2 separate regions of the Zea mays genome follow, and region 1 is linked to region 2. Evidence: chromatin contacts called from public Hi-C data. All regions are on one chromosome and are shown on one strand. Each heading gives the region's core, a stretch centred on a gene start, on an enhancer-like site or on the middle of the called end of the contact. The rest is flanking DNA. Distances are from core to core; before and after follow the strand shown. Region 1 holds the start of LOC100276552. Region 2 holds the start of LOC100502256.

The links. Hi-C and Micro-C count contacts between places; a contact is called where the count stands out from the background.
Region 1: a contact with region 2 is called in a Hi-C map of bundle sheath, with 2.2 times the contacts expected there. The contact joins the promoter of LOC100276552 here to the promoter of LOC100502256 in region 2. A contact is called at or near these places in 2 of 25 Hi-C or Micro-C datasets (bundle sheath and tassel).

What each region holds. Positions count from the first base shown.
Region 1 is chr9:87,554,321-87,558,434 of Zm-B73-REFERENCE-NAM-5.0, reverse strand. It overlaps LOC100276552, which reads left to right and starts at 2,186. Exons shown (of 2, transcript NM_001150313.2): 1 at 2,186-2,346; 2 at 2,435-4,114. The coding sequence starts at 2,535. The coding sequence ends at 2,951.
Region 2 is chr9:87,401,920-87,406,686 of Zm-B73-REFERENCE-NAM-5.0, reverse strand. It overlaps LOC100502256, which reads right to left and starts at 2,966. Exons shown (of 1, transcript NM_001196733.1): 1 at 1,533-2,966. The coding sequence starts at 2,674. The coding sequence ends at 2,069.

The DNA of each region.
Region 1 (4,114 bases), core at 937-3,436, 150 kb before region 2:
TGCACAACGTTGATGCAAGAACATTTCAGATTCTGCACCATTATCAATACCCAGATATGGTGACATTATAGGTCTAAGCAACCTCATGGCAGAAGCATTAGATGATGCATTGTCTAGGGTAAAAGCAAACACCTTATTAGTCAAGCCATAATCAGCAAGCACACCAGCAACACGATCAGCAATGTTTTGACCATTGTGTGACACATCAATAAGCACTAAAGAAAGCACCCTTTTTCTCTAGTTGCCAATCAGGGTTTATGTAATGGGCAACAACACTAAGGTAGTCCTCTTTGGCATTACCAGACCAAATGTCAGAGGTCAAACACACACAATTAACATCAAAAGAAGTAAGAGTCTCAACAAGCTTAGCCTTTTTGTCAGTGAAGTATTTAACCATGTCTCTGGTGGTGGTTTGCCTAGAGACAGGCACAAATTTAGGATTATGAGCAGTTCAAACGCAGCATTTTCACCCAAATTAATAGGAATTTCTAGCCTAGCAAGCAATCGAACCAATTCATTACGTGCAACCATAGGATAGTACTCCCAGTTATGCATACTACCATCACGATTAAAAGATATCTGAGACTGAGACATGCGGGTTTTTTCACGCCTCCTAGGACATCTATCCCTATGTCGGCTGAGTTGGCCAGTGCCACCACTAGAGAGAGAAGAATATTGCTTAGAGCAATGTATGCACTTAGCTGCAAACTTACCTTCTTACCGTTCACGATTTTGAAAAGTTTCTCGAAATCTAACCAGACTGCAGAAGTAGAAGGACGACAACGCTTGGCACTGTGTTCGTCCCCTTCACCTTCCTGGCCACCGACTTTTTGTTCATCACCTACATGGATGGGATGCTCACTGCTATGGCCAAAGAGCACTGCAGCATCCTCCCGGAGGTCATCCTCATCGTCATCTCTGGCCAACCCGCACAACCGTCGCTCCTCGTTGCAGTCAATCTCAACAGTTTCATCATCGGAGACGGCCATCGGAGTCCCGGTTCCTCAACGGCTACAACATGAATACAAGATTAGGGTTAGGGTTACATAATAAAATAGATTAGGGTTAGGGTTACCCATTACCTAATAAGCCGGAGCACCAGGATCTCCGTAGGCGACGACGACCGGTCGACCATCGACGAACTACCGATCCGGCCACCCGGTTCCTCGACGGATTTGAATTCGGAGCACCGTAGCAGCCGACGACGTTTGAGCTCGAGGGAGATGACGATGATGTTGTGTGCCAGTGCCGGACAGTACCGGAGGGGGAGAAGAAGATAGGAGATAGGAGAGGGAGACTGGAGCTAGGGTTACATAATAAAAGAGATTAGGGTTAGGGTTACCCGTTATCTAATAAGCCGGAGCACCGGGATCTCCGCAGGCGATGTCGACTGGTCGACCATCGACGAACAATCGATCCGGTCACCCGGTTCCTCGACGGATTTATTCCGGAGCACCGTACAAGCCGACGGCGTATGAGCTTGATTGCTCGAGGAAGACGACGAGGTAGACGAGGATGATGCTGTGTCGTGTGCCAGTGCTAGTTGGTGTAGATGACACCGGAGGGGGAGAAGAAGACAGGAGAGAGGAGACAGATGAGGGAGAACGGAGCTAGGGTTATGGATATGAGTTACCCATTCCACAAATGCGCAAATCCGTTGAGGTCTTGAGGATGGAGCGGGGGAGAGGATCTCCGACGATCGATCCGAGCGGAGGCGGAGAGCCGGAGACCGGAGAGGGAGACCGGAGCGCTGAGCGGAGGCGGAGGGAACGAGGGAGAGGAGAGTTCGCCCAATCGCCCGCAGCTGAGAGCGACTTTAGGGTTTACACGTGCAGACGCAGTGACGCACTAGCGCAGGCCGCGGGCGTGCTCGGTGCTTTGATGGCTGGGCTGGGCCACGCGCGCTGGCGCCAGGGCGGTGCCAAAGCCGTGCCAGCCCATTTAATCGTGTCGGGCCTGGGCCGACACTACGGACCGAGTTGGTGGCCCAGGCACGACACTGTGTACCAGCCGGGCCCGGCACTGTGTACGGGCCGGACCCAACACTGGCACTGTATGGAACGGGTCGTGTCGTACCTGGGCCGTGCTTTTTAGTGCTGTGCTCGGGCCGACCCACCTTGTTAGTGTCATATGGCCCTGTATAGTCCAGCCTGCATCTTAGGTTTAACTAGGAATCTAGGATCTAGTGGTCCAAACAACCAAACAGCCGCTATATAGCGGACTAGGGGCTCGTTGGAGAGAAAACTTATTACAACCGACCAACGCGCTTTGTAACGCCTCCGCTGCAATCAGCCCCCGCGGCGAGCTTGCCCTGCCCCTGATTGCTAGTTCTCGCCGTTACGTAAGGTAAGCTCCTCTCCATCTTATTTTTTTCTTCTCTTCCCCATTCATATCGGCAGATGAGCGACGGGTTCTGATCCCTTTCGAAAAACAGGCTTCTTGGCCTTGCGTCCTCCGTCTTTCGTTGCTGATACATCGAGGTATTAAAGAAGCTGCCTGGTTCCGGGCAGCAGAGGTCGCCGCCGCCTGCAGCAATGGCCGACTTCTCCTGGCTCACGGTGCTTGGCTTCCTATTCCTCACCTTCAACTCAGGCATGGCGATTTATCGGTCCAACGGTGACGCCGGCTCCGTCGCTTTCGTCGTGGTATCTTATCTCGACCTGGTGGCCCTGTTCGCCTGCTTGCGCTACTACGAGCAGTTGGATCAGCAGCACTCCCAAAAGCGCGCGAGGGTCAAGGCTGGGGTTTGGAGCCTCACGACCCTCCTTACTATCATGTTCAGTTACAAGGTGGCTGAGATTATGCCCCTGCCAGTCAAACTTGTTGTCTGGTCGATGGCAGCCGCTACCACCTGTGGCGGCTTCTACGCTTTCTTCGTCCACAGCGAGAAGCCTGTCATGCCAGCGGTGGCGCCACGGCCCGCCGCGGCCAAGGATGCAGCCTCCAACTAGGTTCGTTTGCCACCACAAGGCGCATACTGCCGGCCTTGGTTCGGCACCGCGCGTTAGATCCCAGGGCCAACTAGGTTGTTCTCTAATTCCTAATTTCTTGGCCTTTTCTCTTCCACTCTCCGCCATTTTAGCTGTCGCCTCGGTTGTTTTAGCTTGCCGGCGTGGACAGACTGGCAGATCTGGAGCTCGGCGCGACCAGATCCGGTGCTGCTGTGCCCGATGGCAGAGGAGATCTCTCTGGTTTACTCTGCTAAGAGTCAAAGAGGAGCTGATGACGACAACTAAGCTTGGGTTACCGATAATTGAGCCTGTTCTCTGCACGAGAAGAAATTTCCGGCCTCACCTAGTACTAATAAGTATGCTGGATAGTCCCCCAGCACGGGAGTTAATTGTATCAAGAGAAGTGGAGACCAAGGGCAGAGTAGAACTACAGAGGATATCTTTGTATATGGAGGCTACATGTGAACAAGAAAGGAGAGGAGGAAGACTGTATAGATCTGAAGAACCTAAGGAGAAACAATCAGAGTACTTGCTGGAACACATATATCTTCCATGATAAAAGTTAGATTTCTTGTTTGGTGCTCATGCATGGGTTCCATATGTTCTTCCCGTCTTATTAGAACATATCTATTGGACTACCATGCATAAAAAGCCGTCGTTTCATAAACTATTGGGACTATACGGCACCAATGAAGCTATTGATGCTGGCCGGCAAGCTGACAGCGAGGTGAAAGCTTTTCAAAACGATATTCCGAGTGGAAGAGAAAAGAAAATAAAAGAAATAGCAGGTTATTTTAGAAAAAAATAGTTGGCCCATATGTAACGCGCGGTAGCTTTAAGATTATTATGTCCAGCAGCTTATTCATATATTATACATATATTCAAATTTCACTCTGTGAATAGTAGTCTAAAATACAGTAGTGTTTTGAGTAAACTATGGATAAACTGCTGGACAAGGTCTAAGATAAGTGCTGCGTGGTGGCAACAAACGACACTTAGTCTTGTTTGGTGGCAATGATATTGGAGGGGCTAAAGTTTTTTCGCTCCTAAACAAGCTCCTAAACAAGCTCCTAAGAATCTTACGTGTTATGTTGCATTATGGAATATCTATGTATCTGCAAACTCTCTGTAGTCTGTATGTACCTCGGATGTGCTCTATGTGG
Region 2 (4,767 bases), core at 1,717-4,216:
GGATTGCTACGTGTAGGGCAGTGACCAAGTCTTCATGTCTGAGAAGTAATAGCGATCTGAATCGATTAATACCTAGCTGGGGATCTCCAACCACACGACATATGTAGCACTTAACCCTTGCATATGTCAACTTGCCACCGGGTTTCTCAAGACCAGAACAGGTTCACCCCAACTGAGAGCAAAGCTTACCCATGACGAGACATGTGGCCAGTTAAAAGGTCCTCAATCAGCAAGCCTACATCGACTCAAACGGAGACACTACACCGAGACTTCCTTCTCGTGCAAGTCACCCGCCTGGTCTCAGCTTTATTATTTAAAACCCAAAGTTTGTTACCTGATAGAGGTACATCTTTTCAGATGTTGAACCCATCAAGTCCTTGATGGATTCACCATCATAAGTCTTTTCTTTGTAAAAATCCCAATCCACTGTGAAGCAGCACCTTTTGTTTTAAAACAAAACATTTTGTTTTTTTAAAGCAAGGCTAAGCATCATAAAAATCCTTTTTATAAAAGGGAGTCAAGGAATGGTGATCAATTTTCCAAGGAAGGAAATGCATCAATTGTTTAGCACACAACTCCTATCACCTAATGCATCATATAAGGTGATAAAGATTTTAAAACACAAGGAACGGGATAATGCACCGGGGCTTGCCTGGGATAAACACTACGTTAGTGTTTGTTAGACGTCGATTACTTGATGGCCATCCTTTGTCTTCGTACTTGTTCAAATTATCCATCTTTAGGTTGATTCACCGGCATCACCTTGTGGAGTAGCCCACCCTTCACACCATCTTGGGGTCGACTTGGGTCGTCTTACGCATCACCTGATCAATTAACGTACCTCATGGGATGCACGATCACATGTATGAATATCAAGACGAATATCGCAAGATAATATTACGATTTTACACAGTATAGAATTATACACTTAATGGGAAGGCATCACGACATTTCATGAGCAAACACTACCTATCGCCATATGACCAAGCGCAATAATCACGCTTCTCTAGATTAACCGAATCTAACGCAAACATCACGAAGCAACAAACTATACACACTTAACACAATTAGCCTAACCAGAACTTATCGGCTAACTAATTAAATGCTAAACTTATCCCTCGCATTATTAATTATACCACACATCGCTCATGAAGAACAATTTAGTTTCAATTCATATAATCACATATTTTAGTCCAAACCCTACTAAGCAATGCATTTACTAAACAATAATAAACTCTATCACGTTAACACAATCGTCACACATCACTGATACAATCTAGCACCACGTTGATAAAAACACTAAACTTATTTTGTGTCTCACTAATATCCTATTAAATCTACGAATTAAGCTAATTAACATGAGTAGCAAATTAAACTCACCATTGAACACAAGCCCATCACAACATCAGATCAATTCAAATACACTAGACATACATGTTTACCCAAATACTCCTCACACAAAATGATAATTCAAACACGAGCTCACAATTACAAAATACGACTATAGCATCACAAGTAACTAAGGCATTTGACCATACACACGATCCTATCACAGGAAGTGACTCGAGCATTTCAATAAACATTATTCTTATGACCACACCGCACATGCTATCGACGAGAGAAATGACACAACTAATATGTTTAACTAAATTCATTCGACCAATAGCGGAAGTAACGAACTGGCTACTATTACCTAAATCCGACTTGAAACCACGAGATTGACAACGATGCCCAGTTCGAGCCTTTCGTCGCGCAATAGGTGGACAGCGAATAGGGACCTCCACGCAAACACACATACATACATAAATCCATAGCTAGCCACATCGGCGTCTGATGAGAAATTAAACAGAGCGAGGACTGCGAGTCTCACCAGCTGGGACGCAAGACGCGGCGAAGCTGTTGGAATGATGACAGTTCCGAGGGTTAGGCGTTTCATTGAGCATCTGGTGGTGGAAGCGATGACGACGTCGAATCCCAAGAGACGGCCAGCGTGTCGACGACCGAGTCTCACATTTAGCCGAACAAGTGGCACACGAGGCGCGACGGGAAGGAGTTTGACATGTCAAGTCTAACAAAGGCGTGACATCGACGATGCTGCAAGCAGTGGTTGGAGTCGAAAATGCACGACAAAGGAGACGAGGACAGCCACGACACAATAGCATGGAAGGGGGTGCGACCATAGCATGGCGCATAAAATAGCAGTGCCCAACCACCATGGCCAACTCCGGCCAACCTTCCCGTGCGCCATGGCATGGCGAGAACCTAAACGAGTGGATAGGGACGATGATGACGCCACGAATGACGTTCGACGGCGAGATCGACGGCGATACAAGATGGTGGCGTAAAGAGCTGTAGGGCTGGTGAGCTGACGCAAGTGACGGAGACAACCACGTCCGGCAACAACGCGTTGACTGAGGACAAGCCCGTAGTGACGCACGACAGTGAGGAGCTCGGCGTGATGGGGAGCAGCAACCATCGGCGTGAGGAGAGCCAGGAAAACGACGCGCACACCAAAACGATCCTGGGCGTGACTGGACGGTTGCTGTGGCGCAGGGGATCGACACCCGAGTGCATGGCTTGAGGAGGGAGATAGCAGAGGGGAGGAGCCAGAGTGCCAGACGCCATGGTCAAGGGCTAGAGCAGAGGGGGACTTGGTGGGGAAGACGCAGGGCATGGAGCGGAGGTACGACAAGCTCGTAGTAGCACCAAAGAAACTGCTGGTGAGGAGCCGAGCTGGAGCAGGGGCGAGACGGCCATAGCGAGGGAGCTCGGATGGGCGAAATCCGAGCAGGGGCCTGGGGCGCGCGCACGGGGGATGGGAGCTCGGCCATGGACCTGGAAGCCGAGCGAGCAGAGAGGGCGGCCATGGATGGGAGGGGCGGAGGGAGGTCGTGGAGCTGGATTGGAGCGCGCCATGGATGAGCAGGAAGCACCAGGGAGAGCGCGCGGCGTGAGGGATAAGGTCGTTGACCCATGAGCGGTGAAAAGATCAGGGAAGAGAGAGCGGTGTGAGGATAAGATCCCTGGGATATTTTCTTTTTTTATTTCTTCTCTTTTTTTAAAAGGAAATCATAGATATTTTGAATCAAGATTTTTAGCGATGTATAATGGGTCGACGCGCTATGCGGCTACAAATTATAAAACGGAAAAATCAGAGGATTAACACTTCTGGCTAAATTTCGTTTAGATAGCTTTCGTGACTATTCTGGGCAAAATGTAAACGGATCAGATTAAAACGAGTTCAGCTTCGGTATTTAAGACTGTATTTAGTCCCGTCCAATTGTTACGATTCTCGCCAGATATCGATCATTTGATCTGATGGCAAGAATAACATGCTGAGAGAAACAATTCAATTAATGTGCTGGCGCATTGTTCTTTTCGGACAGCGCGGGGCTCCAAATTCATATTCACTTACGCGCGTGATCCGAACATCTCCAACTTCGCCAGCAAACGAGACTCGATAATCCAAAAGTTTCATGAAACCTTTTTAATTGTTAAGATTATGGAGATGAATACGGCATCAAACTTGAACTTTTGTGAGATGATTAAATTCCAAGCTAAATGAGATTTCTCGAATAATCTCGGTAATCGGAAATGGGGGCTAATATCGAAATCGTTATTCACCCCAGTAGTTCTTGCTTAAGTCCATATTCGCTGTTTAACGGGAGATAACACCTGGGGTGTTACAGCCCTCCCCCCTTAAAAGAATCTCATCCCGAGATTTGGAGCGAAAGACTTTTAAGAGTAGAGAAGCATGTAACTCATGTCCATATCAGTGATAGTATAAGGTAGTTCCAAGCAAAGGCGAGTGTCTCAGGATGGGGTTTCTCTAGTGGACATAACATGTATCGCCTTAAGCTAGTTTAGAGATGTCCACCAATAGAGACGATGTCTGCCAAAAGAACACATAAGGTTCCATGTGTGCAGTTTGCTTTTTCTGATGACACTGTACTATCTGAGTTTGTTGGGCGAGCGGTAGATATGCGACTTTACCCAAACAGAGTTAGTTGCAACCTCTTGGGTAAAACACATAGAAGGAGGTTTACCAACAAGCGGTCACGGTAAGTTCATAGCACATGAGACGGGTGTGGATGTCGAATACTATCGCGGTTAACATGTGGCTAACCAGAGAATTCAAGTCCACGAAGGATGATAGAGATTCAAGAAAATATCAATGAAGAGATATGTTGATGTTGACTTCGTGACCAACCCATTTCATCAAATACTTAGCATGGCTCGTCTTGATCACATATGTTAGAAAATCACATGTGATACGATCGAGGCATGACTAGAGAGATGATTAGGTGGTTACTGGCCGACTTAATCTCGATTCTTATAAACACTTCCTTAAGATGGGTTGTACAAAAGTGAGTTTAGACAACTCGATAAAACGATCTCTCAACTCAACCTTTGTTCACAATGTAGATACAAGTTAGTAAAACCAACTTGTTGAACTACTTTTGACATTGAGTTGGTCCTATTAGTACCCATCGGCAAGCTAAGGGTTAAGAGTTCACATTTGCTAACAGGAGATCATGTACTTGAGTAGAAATCCATTTGGTCAGGTTGTTCATCCATTTCTTCATGTGAGATGAACTGACTTGGTTCGGAAATACATGGATTAAGTAAGAGAGCGAATGAACAACTCCTGCATCTCAGCAGCAGGGAAAATCAATCACCATTTTGAGAACTAATCAGTTATCTCTCAATACTGAAAAGCTTGAAGGCTTTACTTTTCGCAACAAATGATGTGAAGAGACCATGTAT